Linked DNA regions of Mus musculus: all the other regions are linked to region 3. A link is a contact called in public Hi-C and HiChIP or PLAC-seq data. All regions are on one chromosome and are shown on one strand. Each heading gives the region's core, a stretch centred on a gene start, on an enhancer-like site or on the middle of the called end of the contact. The rest is flanking DNA. Distances are from core to core; before and after follow the strand shown. Region 1 has its middle 20 kb from the start of Gm40217. Region 2 has its middle 78 kb from the start of Gm40217. Region 3 has its middle 150 kb from the start of Gm29922.

What was found. Hi-C and Micro-C count contacts between places; a contact is called where the count stands out from the background. HiChIP or PLAC-seq counts read pairs in DNA pulled down with a chosen protein or histone mark.
Region 1: a Hi-C map of embryonic stem cells shows a contact between it and region 3, with 2.1 times the contacts expected there. The contact joins two enhancer-like sites. A contact is called at or near these places in 1 of 484 Hi-C or Micro-C datasets (embryonic stem cells) and 2 of 115 datasets of contacts at active chromatin or transcription factors (acute myeloid leukemia and embryonic stem cells).
Region 2: an H3K27ac HiChIP or PLAC-seq map of embryonic stem cells shows a contact between it and region 3, with 7 read pairs. The contact joins two enhancer-like sites. A contact is called at or near these places in 2 of 115 datasets of contacts at active chromatin or transcription factors (craniofacial prominence and embryonic stem cells).

The regions. Positions count from the first base shown.
Region 1 is chr4:105,296,910-105,300,942 of GRCm38.p6, reverse strand. No RefSeq gene overlaps it. Among named protein-coding and RNA genes, the nearest start is that of Gm40217, 20 kb to the left of the region's middle. Within about 2 kb of position 1,397, at least 4 of the 459 cell types and tissues checked have an H3K27ac peak or open chromatin away from gene starts, as enhancers often do. A contact at or near this core is called in embryonic stem cells, where this site is marked.
Region 2 is chr4:105,239,050-105,243,306 of GRCm38.p6, reverse strand. No RefSeq gene overlaps it. Among named protein-coding and RNA genes, the nearest start is that of Gm40217, 78 kb to the left of the region's middle. Within about 2 kb of position 2,831, at least 11 of the 459 cell types and tissues checked have an H3K27ac peak or open chromatin away from gene starts, as enhancers often do. A contact at or near this core is called in embryonic stem cells, where this site is marked.
Region 3 is chr4:105,690,318-105,694,548 of GRCm38.p6, reverse strand. No RefSeq gene overlaps it. Among named protein-coding and RNA genes, the nearest start is that of Gm29922, 150 kb to the left of the region's middle. Within about 2 kb of position 1,813, at least 14 of the 459 cell types and tissues checked have an H3K27ac peak or open chromatin away from gene starts, as enhancers often do. A contact at or near this core is called in embryonic stem cells, where this site is marked.

The DNA.
Region 1 (4,033 bases), core at 148-2,647, 390 kb after region 3:
TTTCTTGGTTTTCAAAAATCATGAAATATGCTGGGTGATGGTGGTACATGTCTTTAATCCCAGCACTTGGGAGGCAGAGGCAGGAGGATCTCTTGAGTTCAAGGACAACCTGGTCTGCAGAGCTAGTTCCAGGACAGCCAAGGCTAAAATGAAGAAACCCTGTCATGGAGGGAAAAAAATCATGAGATAATATTCCATCTTACATACATGCCACAATTTGTCTAGTTGTTTGCTTATTGCAGGACATTGTGTGGCTATGAATTTCCCATGCCTTAATTATGCAAGTAAGATGATAGTGTGTGGTTTTCTTCAGGCCTGTTTTAAACCAGTTGAGACATATCTGCAAATACAATCGCTACATTACATGATGAGAGTATATTTAAATAGTTTTGTAAGAAATGACCATGCTTTTCTTCATAGCTAAACATTAGAAGCACAACTTTCATTCACAAGCAGTGCCTGAAACTCTCCTTTCACACTGGGTTGGGCTTCTAACAGTTGCAGGGTAATAATACCTCATGGTCTTGATATCTTGTAACTCCCTGATGACAAATAACTTTGTTCCTCTATCCACACAAGCATTTGCCTTTCTAGTATCTCATTTGATAAGGCCTCTATTTAGATTAAATTGTTTTCTTATCATTGAGTTCACAAGCTCTGTGTATACTTTGAATATAACTCCTTTATCAGACATGTGTTTTGTAAATATTTTCTCCCGTCCTGTGACTAGTCTTCAGGCCATCTTAATAGCATCTTTCAGAGAGGAGGCTTAATTGCAGTGAGCAACCTCTCCTCCCACAGGTGATGCCGCCTTTGATGTACCTCAGAGCTCATCACCAAACCGAGGGGCTCTAAATATGGCTGGCCTCTTACACAACCACTGAATCACTGCTCTTAAAGGGGGAGGACATTATCTTCATTTTATAAGAGAAAGTTGTCTACCACATTGTTTCCCTCTCAAGTATCTTTAAACATGCAAAAGGCACCAGAAGAAAAGAGGTAGTCAACAGTAGCCTAAGACAGAGCCTGACTATCCAAGAGCATAGCTGTATTTGCTGTAATGAGACTATCAAGTTGTCATTTCTGAAGTACACAGTCAGCCCTCCACTTACCAATACCATCACACTATCAGCATTTCCCCCAACCACTATTGCTGCCACCACCAGAACGAACACACACACACACACACACACACACACACACACACACACACACCACTAGTGCTCTGACAAAGCAGGTGCCTTATTAGCGAATGTCCTGTTTTTAATTGGTTGATGTCACTTCACCCAGAACAGTGACATGCTTCACCAGGGACTTTGGAGCCCCAGTTTGGGGAGTAAACCAGACTGTCTGCAAGGAAGGTCAGGCTTAAGTGCCTCACCAATGTCACACAGCTAACAAGTGCCAGGATCTGTCAGGAATGAGGTACTCTGTAGCCAGTGACCCAGAGAGGTCTGGAGGCTCAGTGACGGTGCCAGGGCCCTTGGCAAAGACATCCCCATGCTCAGGATGACAATGCCATTTAAAGAGCTAACCCTCGGCAGAGTGAAAAAGAAGGTGAGGGTCCGGGACCCGCCGAACTTAGGAAATTAGTCTGAACAGGTGAGAGGGTGCGCCAGAGAACCTGACAGCTTCTGGAACAGGCGGAAGCACAGAGGCGCTGAGGCAGCACCCTGCGTGGGCCGGGGACAGCCGGCCACCTTCCGGACCAGAGGACAGGTGCCCACCCGGCTGGGGAGGCGGCCTAAGCCACAGCAGCAGCGGTCGCCATCTTGGTCCGGGACCCGCCGAACTTAGGAAATTAGTCTGAACAGGTGAGAGGGTGCGCCAGAGAACCTGACAGCTTCTGGAACAGGCAGAAGCACAGAGGCGCTGAGGCAGCACCCTGTGTGGGCCGGGGACAGCCGGCCACCTTCCGGACCGGAGGACAGGTGCCCGCCCGGCTGGGGAGGCGACCTAAGCCACAGCAGCAGCGGTCGCCATCTTGGTCCGGGACCCGCCGAACTTAGGAAATTAGTCTGAACAGGTGAGAGGGTGCGCCAGAGAACCTGACAGCTTCTGGAACAGGCGGAAGCACAGAGGCGCTGAGGCAGCACCCTGCGTGGGCTGGGGACAGCCGGCCACCTTCCGGACCAGAGGACAGGTGCCCACCCGGCTGGGGAGGCGGCCTAAGCCACAGCAGCAGCGGTCGCCATCTTGGTCCGAGACCCGCCGAACTTAGGAAATTAGTCTGAACAGGTGAGAGGGTGCGCCAGAGAACCTGACAGCTTCTGGAACAGGCAGAAGCACAGAGGCGCTGAGGCAGCACCCTGTGTGGGCCGGGGACAGCCGGCCACCTTCCGGACCAGAGGACAGGTGCCCGCCCGGCTGGGGAGGCAACCTAAGCCACAGCAGCAGCGGTCGCCATCTTGGTCCCGGGACTCCAAGGAACTTAGGAATTTAGTCTGCTTAGGTGAGAGTCTGTACCACCTGGGAACTGCCAAAGCAACACAGTGTCTGAGAAAGGTCCTGTTTTGGGCCTTCTTCTTCGGCCAGGAGGAGGTCCAAATACAAGATATCTGCGCACCTTCCCTGTAAGAGAGCTTGCCAGCAGAGAGTGCTCTGAGCACTGAAACTCAGAGGAGAGAATCTGTCTCCCAGGTCTGCTGATAGACGGTAACAGAATCACCAGAAGAACAATCTCTAAACAGAGTCAACTATAACTACTAACTCCAGAGATTACCAGATGGCGAAAGGTAAACGGAGGAATCTTACTAACAGGAACCAAGACCACTCACCATCACCAGAACCCAGCACACCCACTTCGCCCAGTCCAGGGAACCCCAACACACCTGAGAACCTAGACCTAGATTTAAAAGCATATCTCATGATGATGGTAGAGGACATCAAGAAGGACTTTAATAAATCACTTAAAGAAATACAGGAGAACACTGCTAAAGAGTTACAAGTCCTTAAAGAAAAACAGGAAAACACAATCAAACAGGTAGAAGTCCTTACAGAAAAAGAGGAAAAAACATACAAACAGGTGATGGAAATGAACAAAACCATACTAGACCTAAAAAGGGAAGTAGACACAATAAAGAAAACTCAAAGCGAGGCAACACTAGAGATAGAAACCCTAGGAAAGAAATCTGGAACCATAGATTTGAGCATCAGCAACAGAATACAAGAGATGGAAGAGAGAATCTCAGGTGCAGAAGATTCCATAGAGAACATCGGCACAACAATCAAAGAAAATGGAAAATGCAAAAAGATCCTAACTCAAAATATCCAGGAAATCCAGGACACAATAAGAAGACCAAACGTACGGATAATAGGAGTGGATGAGAATGAAGATTTTCAACTCAAAGGTCCAGCAAACATCTTCAACAAAATTATTGAAGAAAACTTCCCAAATCTAAAGAATGAGATGCATATGAACATACAAGAAGCCTACAGAACTCCAAATAGACTGGACCAGAAAAGAAATTCCTCCCGACACATAATAATCAGAACATCAAATGCACTAAATAAAGATAGAATACTAAAAGCAGTAAGGGAAAAAGGTCAAGTAACATATAAAGGCAAGCCTATCAGAATTACACCAGATTTTTCACCAGAGACTATGAAAGCCAGAAGAGCCTGGACAGATGTTATACAGACACTAAGAGAACACAAACTGCAGCCCAGGCTACTATACCCAGCCAAACTCTCAATTATCATAGAGGGAGAAACCAAAGTATTCCACGACAAAACCAAATTCACGCATTATCTCTCCACGAATCCAGCCCTTCAAAGGATAATAACAGAAAAAAACCAATACAAGAACGGGAACAACGCCCTAGAAAAAACAAGAAGGTAATCCCTCAACAAACCTAAAAGAAGACAGCCACAAGAACAGAATGCCACCTTTAACAACTAAAATAACAGGAAGCAACAATTACTTTTCCTTAATATCTCTTAACATCAATGGTCTCAACTCGCCAATAAAAAGACATAGACTAACAAACTGGCTACACAAACAAGACCCAACATTTTGCTGCTTACAGGAAAC
Region 2 (4,257 bases), core at 1,582-4,081, 450 kb after region 3:
GCAGAGATGAGAGTTCTACATCTTCATCTAGCATAGTACTGGCTTCCAGGCAGCTAGGATGAGGGTCTTAAAGTCCACACCCACAATGACACACCTACTCCAACAAGGCCACACCTACTCCAACAGGGCCACACCTACTCCAACAGGGCCACACCTTCTAATAGTGCCACTCCCTAGGCCAAGCATATACAAATCATTACAGCCGGTATGCATACATGTCCCCACACCTGTAGAGGTCAGGTTTTCAGTGTTTTACTCAATGGCAATCTACGTTATGTTTTGAAGCAGAGTCTCTTGCTCAAGCTGGAGCTCGCTGATTGGCTAGACTGGATGGCTAGAGAGCTCCAGGTATCCTCTGGTCTCTACACCCCGCACTGAGGCTGCACACACGGCTGCACCTGGCCTTCTATGTCAATATTGGAGATTTGAACTCAAGTCCTCACCTAGTTTGCCTTCTATTGTTGTGAAAACAAAGAAAACAAGACACCACCTTGATCAAAAGCAACGTAGGGAGGAGGAAAGGGTTGATTTATTCTTAGATTTTAGAGTTCACCATTAGGGAAAGCCAAGTCAGAGCTCAAGCAGGCTAGCAGCCCAGAGGCAGGAACTGAAGGGAAGACGGTGGAGGAACCAATCTCACTGGCTCGCTTCCCATGGCTTGCTCAGCCTGCTTTCTTACACAACCCAGTATCACTTACCCAGGAATGGCACTGCCCACAGTGAGCTCCCCCTACCCCTCATCAATCACTAATCATTCTCCCCCAGGTTTACCCATAGAGTAATCTGATGGGGGCATTTTCTCAACTGAAGTTCCTGCTTCTTAGATGACCCTACCTTATGACAAGTTGACTGAAAACGAACACAGCTTTATACCAGACGATCAAAGAATTCCTCCTTCAGAAGGGTGAGGTAAGCTGGGATCTTAATGACAAGGAGGATCAAGGACTGGAAGGACAGAAGGAAGAACATTCCAATCCCCGAGGCAGGAAAGAGATCAAAGCAGGTTAAAACTTCATCATCACTGTTTCGGAAAACCAAGTCCAGGAGAGATACGGGGATCTGCCAGTCTCCCGGGGGGTTGGACAGAGTTAGAAAGTAATTATCATGGGTAAAGCCATTTTCTGACAAGTGTCAGTCAGAGTAGTGAGGTCCTCTGCTCCACAGAAAAGCAATAGCCTTACTGAACCTGACCCCAAACCAGCCCACCTTCTCCCCCTTCCTGCCTTACTCAGGAGCACGTCTCACTCACATCTCCCAGGGTTTCCGCCCACCACCTCCAGGTGTTGAGTCCTAATGTTTATCTCCAGCACAGATGTCTATTGTAACCATCTCCTGCCTGTTGACTCTGGAAGTCTGCCTTCAGCCCAGATGTCTATACTGAGCTTAAAGCATCTAGTCCCCAACTGGAACAAAAGCTCTGCTTTGTTGTATATGTTGTTGTGTGTGCAAGCCAGACATTTGGAAGAACACTGTAGATGATCAGGAAGTAGGTACCAGTGAATTATACAACTGCATACACAACTTTCATTGACCGGACTTGTCTATCTCAATATCCCATGAATAGCTCAAACCCATGCCCAAAGCAGGACTTAAGCTGTAGCTGTCTTCTCCAAACTGCCTTTACCCTCTAAGATCAGGACACACGCTGGAGGACTATTAGGGTCTGAAATGTGGCCACTGTGCTTGCCTCTGGGTTCCTCCATTCGTACAGAGGAAGAAGCCTTTCCTGTTTTAATCCTTCCTGTGTCTAGAATCCATATCTACTTTGCCCTCCTTCATGAAACCTCGCTGCCTTTTGTTTGGGCAGTGAGCATGGAATCATCTCATTTATTTCTCTCCCTCCCACATAAGCCTCTTCTCAATCTGTTCTGCACAATGCCTCCCAGAGTGATCATTAAAAAATATATATATATATATTTCTAGGTTGTCAAAGCTATTGTCCTTGCTAGGCTCGCTATCACTGTGATAAAACACCATGACCAAAGCAAGTTGGGGGGCGGGGACAGTTTATTTGTTTGGTTTATAGTTCCACATAGTCGTTCATTACAAAGCCAGGACAGGAATTCAAGCAGGGATGGAACCTGGAGGCAGGACCTGATGCAGTTGAAACTTATGGAGGGAGACCTGTGGGGCAACGTGTGTGGGGAAATAAAGGGGTGGAAGAGACCCATGTTCCACCAGAGCTAGGGGAGACTGCCGCGGGACCCCACAGAACCAACGTGGGACAGGCGTAGGGCCTCATAGGCCACAGGACTCCACTCCGGGGGGCAGGGGGGAGGCGCAGTCTCAGCCCCAACTCATGGGCACCACAGAGGAGAGCCAGTTTTGGAATCCTTGGGCCGTCCGGGGGCAGGGACGGACAACAGGTTCTCGCTCTTGGACATCCCAGACCACTGTATGTCTTGGAAGAGCTGAGAACAGAACCTCAGGCAGACTCTGGCCTGGGGGCGGAAGGGGAAAGGTTAAGGGGAGAACTCTAGTGGGTTACCACGGGGACAAGAGAGTCTGGCTAGCTCAGACTGCTAGTTCGGTGGGCAGCTTGGGTTGGCTGCTGGAGCACAGGAAGGCCTCCCGGCAGGAGGTTACACGCTGGGCTTGGTGCGGGAAGCCTGTCCTATTGCTCCAGTAAGGTGGATCTTGATGAGCAGATACGGTCCATGGTTTGAAGGCATTTATTGTAGAAAGACAGAGAGAGAGAGAAGGGCAGAGAAGTAGAGGGCATGAACACATGAAGAGAGGGGGAAAGGGAAGGGGAGAAGGAGAGGAGAGCGAGAGGTAAGAGACAAAGAGAGAGCAAAAGCTTAAGAGAGAGAGGAGGGGCCCCGAGCAGCCCCTTTTATTGTGGGCTGGGCTACCTTGCTGTTGCCAGGTAACTGTGGGGTGGAGCTATAGCCAAAATACCAGGAGCTTGGGACATTGTCTACATGACTGATCATCACAGGATTATGGAGTTGAAGAGTTGACGTGTCAGGAGCTTGTGTCTGGGAGCATCGCTTAAGCATTCGGTCCTTTGTAGATTTTTCTACTGGGTCTCCCGAGTATGCCTCATTCGACAAGAACACAGACTGCCTTTCACAGTCCTACAGAGGCCTTTTTTCTGAATTGAGATTCCCTCTTTTCAGATGACTCTAGCTTTTGCCATGTTGACATAAAATTAGCCAGCACAGCTATGAATTCATTCTACATTTATGGAGACTATGTATGTGTGTGTAATTAATATATATTATATATATTAATATATATTATATATATAATCACACATACATACATATATATAAAACATAATTTTAATATATTTTAGGTTTTGACTTTTTTGCTATTAGTAAAATAGACTATTGTAGAAAGGCAGAGGTGGGGGGCGAGAGAAGTAGAGGGCATGGCCACATGGAGAGAGGGGGTAAGGCAAGGGGAGAAGGAGAGCACATATCTAGAAATTTTACAAATAAGCAACTGTATCATTAAAAAAGAGAACTTGGAAAAAAGGAAATTATTAATGCCCGCTATTTGAATTTGAGGGGTCAGGGTTCAAGTCCTACTATTTAGTCTGCGTAGTTCTCCTTTATTCTTAAAATAGAATCAATTCACTGCATTGCTGTTTGTAACTTGTCTTGGTTAGTTGAACTTTATTGTGAATGCTTTTGTGTACCTTGAAAGACACTTTGAAAACCCATATTTATTTCAGGGAGGGCTGACACAGCCTGTGTGCACCTGGAGGTCAGAGGACACCTTTTGAGAGTTGGCTGAGGCACAGGATCTTTCATTTCTACTGCAGTGCTGTGGGCTCCAGGTTAGCTGGCCCATGAACTTCCCGGCCATTCTTCTGCCCCTTCCTCTCATCTCACTGCAAGAGTGCTGGCATCGCAGAGGAGGACCACTACGTCAGCCGGGTTCTAGGCTTGAACCTGGGGAGTCAGATATTCATGGCGAGCATTTTTAAGGGCTTGAGCCATCTCCCCAGTCCTTCCCTGTATCTTTAAATATTATTGGATGCATTCATTTACAACAATCTAGCTGCTGAGCATATCATAATTTTTCTGATCATTGTTAATTACTTAGCATGTCGTGTCATAATGAACACACTTCAATGTATAGTCTTGCACATACATAATTTTGTCTCTGATTATCCCTTTTAAAAATTTCTGCACTTAAAAATTATTAGTTCAAACTACATAGGACTCCTTGATGTGTTTGCAAAGCCGTGTCAACACTACTTATTTAAAAATATTAATCAAGCCGGGCAGTGCTGGTGCACGCCTT
Region 3 (4,231 bases), core at 564-3,063:
ACCTTCATGCCTCTTGTCTGCTGATGTCCTTAAGTCTCCCCTGTAGCATCTGTGGCTGGAGAGCTGGGAAGTCTTTTACTTTTCTACTTTCCACAACTTTGGGGAGTGAATCCCACAGTCAAAATTGATCCAAGGGATTCCAAGTACTGGAATTCTCACTCTTCATCCCTAGATACATACTAGTTCCTTCACACTGAGGAACCCAGACAGCAGTCCACAGTGCAGTGTGGATGTGATATGAAGAAGACCCATGTGAGCTAATTTACACAGACCATCAGCTCACGATGCAGGAATTCCAAAATATAAACAACAGGCAGTGCATATCAGAAGGATTGCCAAGATCCAAAGCAGGAGAAATTGTAGTTAATAGTTATTCAATATAAATGGCCCTAAAATGCGCAAATAGTCAAGCCACAGAAGGACAATAAAAAGATTTTTGAAAGTATATGTTGAAATCAAGTTAGCATGAAGAGATCTCTCTATACCCACTTAGCCATCCAAAGCACTTCACTAAAAAAGAGAACTTGTAGAAGTAAAGATAAGAAAAATAAGAAAGGGAAAATGAATTGAGTCTATGGAAGCATTGGATATGCTATAGGGACAATAAAAATAACAACCTTCTTATGAATGGATTAAACAAACTACAAGTATAAAACTTGGCAACAGTAGTACGACAAAGACATATTACACACTCATTAAGTATGCATATTGCTTTTGGATACAGAGATTGGCTAATCTTGAAGTCTACTAGGAAATTTGAAATTTAGGTGCATATGTTAAATTGTAAGAGTAGCTGGGTGGTGGCACATGCCTTTAATCCCAGCACTTGGAGGCAGAGGCAGGCAGATATCTGAGTTCAAGGCCAGCCTGGTCCACAAAATGAGTTACAGGACAGCTACACAGAGAAACACTGTCCCAGAAAATATATATGGTAATATATATATAATACAACACACACACATACACACACACACACGGAAATGCTATCATCAGTTTTGTAAAATATATAAGTACATTATCAGAGAATACGGGGAGTAAGGTGAATTTGTTCTTCTGCTAGAAGACGTGATAGGAGAAATCACAGAGGATTTCAGGGCCCCTAAAGGAAGCCTGGTGAAGCTAACATTATGCTACCAAGTTCAAGAGAGGTTAAGAGGAAGCCAGGAGGCATGCCACCCAGCTCGTTGCTGGGAGTGTAATTGATACTAAATGCTTCCTATCCATAGCCTGCTGATAGTCTTTTGGGGTGGGGGTGGGGGGCAGAGAAACTATGAGGATCTCATTGCTAAACTTCCTACTCTATAAGATAATAAGTTATCACTTGATGGTATCCTAAAAAACAATACTCTGTAATCCAGCTATGGCATCCACTATCTACTGCTAGTGTCATTTAGTTCTTCAAGTGCAAAATATCATTTTGGGAACCAAAAAAGCAATAGCTATCTCACAGAGATTATTTAATGTAGTCTGGATGTACTGAGAGCATTTGCCATAACTCTCCATGTTTCACACACCTCCAGTACATGCAGCTGATAGGAAAGGACGAGCAATTTCCAAGCAAAGAGAAGATAGGCAGTGCTGGAGAGGCTGCAGTGAGTGAGCATAGGCTCAGAGGAACCCAGCACGACATACCAGACAGTAACAAGAGAAGTTACTGAGGAGCTTAGAGGAGACACAGGTTAGGGAAGGCACAGGTTAGGGAAGGCACAGGTTAGGGAGGGCACAGGCTAGGAAGGGCACAGGTTAGGGAGGGCACAGGTTAGGGAAGCACGATAGACGGTGAATCACAGTGATACCCAATCATGGAATTGTTTCTGAAACCCAAGGGCCCTTACTATGGTGCTGGCTATCCAGCCTGGAGACAAAGCCTCCCCACATCCCCACCAGTTACTGGAACTCAGCCTGAAGGCTAATTTCCATTTCCTAAGTGATTTGGGTGGAGCGCAGCCACACCCACTTGTTGACATATTATCTGTGGCTGCTTTGGCTCTTTAATGATGCAGTCCAGTCAGTTGCATCAGAGATCGTGTTTCCAGCAAAGCCTAGAAGATTTACTATCTGGCACTTTTAGGGAAGTCTATGTCTGCCCTAGCTTAAAGGAATATGCAATGCTCTGATGAGCTCTACCACCCTGAAAGGAATGGAGCCAATACCCCATCTTCAGACCAGAGCAACGTGTTATGCAGTTGAGCCAGTTAACAAAAGCCCTTTTGCAGCCTACTTGTTCCAAGTCTGTTCAGTCCCCTTTCTGTGTGCTTCCACTGGCGATGAGATGCCTTAGGTTCCCAGTTTTGTCTCAAGTTTCTGAACTGGGCTTCTGATCCCCTGGTTTAATTGATATAACCAATTTGAAAACACCCAAGACTTTCTGTCCTGTCTTCTTGTGCAAATGTGCTATTTTGTTCAGACCTAGCATCCAGAAAAGGCTGGCCAAAGACAAGGAGACAAGCAAAAAGGCAGATCTAGGTCTTTGCCTTCCAAGAACCATCTCGTAGGTAGTAGGAAAGAGCTGAAAAGTGATATTTGACCAGGAGGACAAACCCAGCTTCATCAAGGCTATGGGTACAAAGGAAGACATTGAGCTCTGGTTTTGAAGACACTAAGTGGTTTAAGATCGGATATGGAACAAACCTTTTATCATATCTGATGTTTCAGTGTGGTAATAACTGAAGGCGGAAGGAGGGAAGATGGTGAGACTGGAGAAAAGGAAGGGAGAAGTTTGACGGTCCTTCTTCCTCTCCCCACCCTTCCATACCCTGTAGTGCAGAAAGCTGCCCCTGTAAGCTCTTGTTATCAGACTCTTGTGGCATCCTGTTCATCTTCCGGTCAGAGATGCTGGGGAAAAGGTTGGATGGCAGGAGAAGATGCTGGGGTCCTCCTATGCCTGCCACTGTTCTGGAGTGTGTTTCTGGTTGCCTACTCTCTGCTGTCTTAGCACTCTTGGTTCAACTTCTTCCTCTGCATCCTCATTATGCTGTGCTCTCCAGACTTTTAGTAAGGAGCTCACCTTTCGTGCTCCTTACAGCCCTATGGATGGATGGCTGCCGCTTGCTCTGTCCTTAGTCTCTAAACCACTGTCTCTCCGTCTCTGTAGCCTCACAGTTCTTATTAGTTCATTGCCACTGTTAAATTTGCTCCATTTAACTTGCTGCATGAGTTCTACTATTTTTCCTGGAGTCAGATTGAAACAGGGATGAAAGATGGAAAAAGACCTCACATTTCTTTGTCCCAGCATCCCTACCCCTTACCATTGGCCTGCAGAGCAGATATACTCAATAAATAACCACAAGTCAACTAAGAAAGACAGAGAAAATTAGTCCTAATTTTCTCAACCCCTAGCAATCATGAATCCAATGAGGATGAAAATGAGGGTGTGGCAGGGTTGGGTTAGGGGGACCCTGGTTTTGTAAATCCTTAAAAGTGAAAGTCTGTCAGTTAGACAGCTCATGAGACAGGGCTGCCACACATGCTGGGACTAAGAGGAAACCACCTTCCCACAAGACTCAGTCTAGACGAGGCAGAGAGCTTTCTGAAGCCTTGAAGCCACTCCAATTTCTGGGGAAGATCAAATGTAGATAAAATACTGGCGCTCTAAAAGCTTTGTGGTTCAAATCAGAAGATGGATGTCAGTTCCTCACTGAATGAGGCTCAGCAGGGAGTCAGGAAGACCAGAGGACAGCAGGCAGGGCTCTCATGGTTTCCAGGGTGGGACCTCGTTCTTAAACCAACCAGTCTTTGTAACTGTATATTTGATCAGGCTTTCCAGGACTCCAATTCTGATCAGCATTTCTCTCCCAAGTAGCAAGATGCAAAGGAAGGAACATAAACTTGAGAGCTCAAAGCAAGATTCTGATTTTCCTTTTGCTGTTTATTGGTCTTCAGATCTTGTTGAAGATAAAGTATCTTTACGTTGCAGAGACTTTTACCTGTTAAGACAGATATGTAGTATCTACATCACATGGAACAGAGCTATTAAAATAAAATTATTTGACATGGAGAGATGTTTGGCAGTTAAGAGTGTTTGCTGCTCTGTAGGGGACCCAAATTCTCTCGCCCTATTGAGTGACTCACAGCTGCCTATAACTCCAGCTCAGGGAAACCTGATGTCCTCTACTAGCTTTTCTGTATACCTGTACTCCTGTGTGTGTGTGTGTGTGTGTGTGTGTGTGTGTGTGTGTGTGCGCAAGCGCACGTGTGTGCATGACATTATTTAATATTTTAATGAAAACAG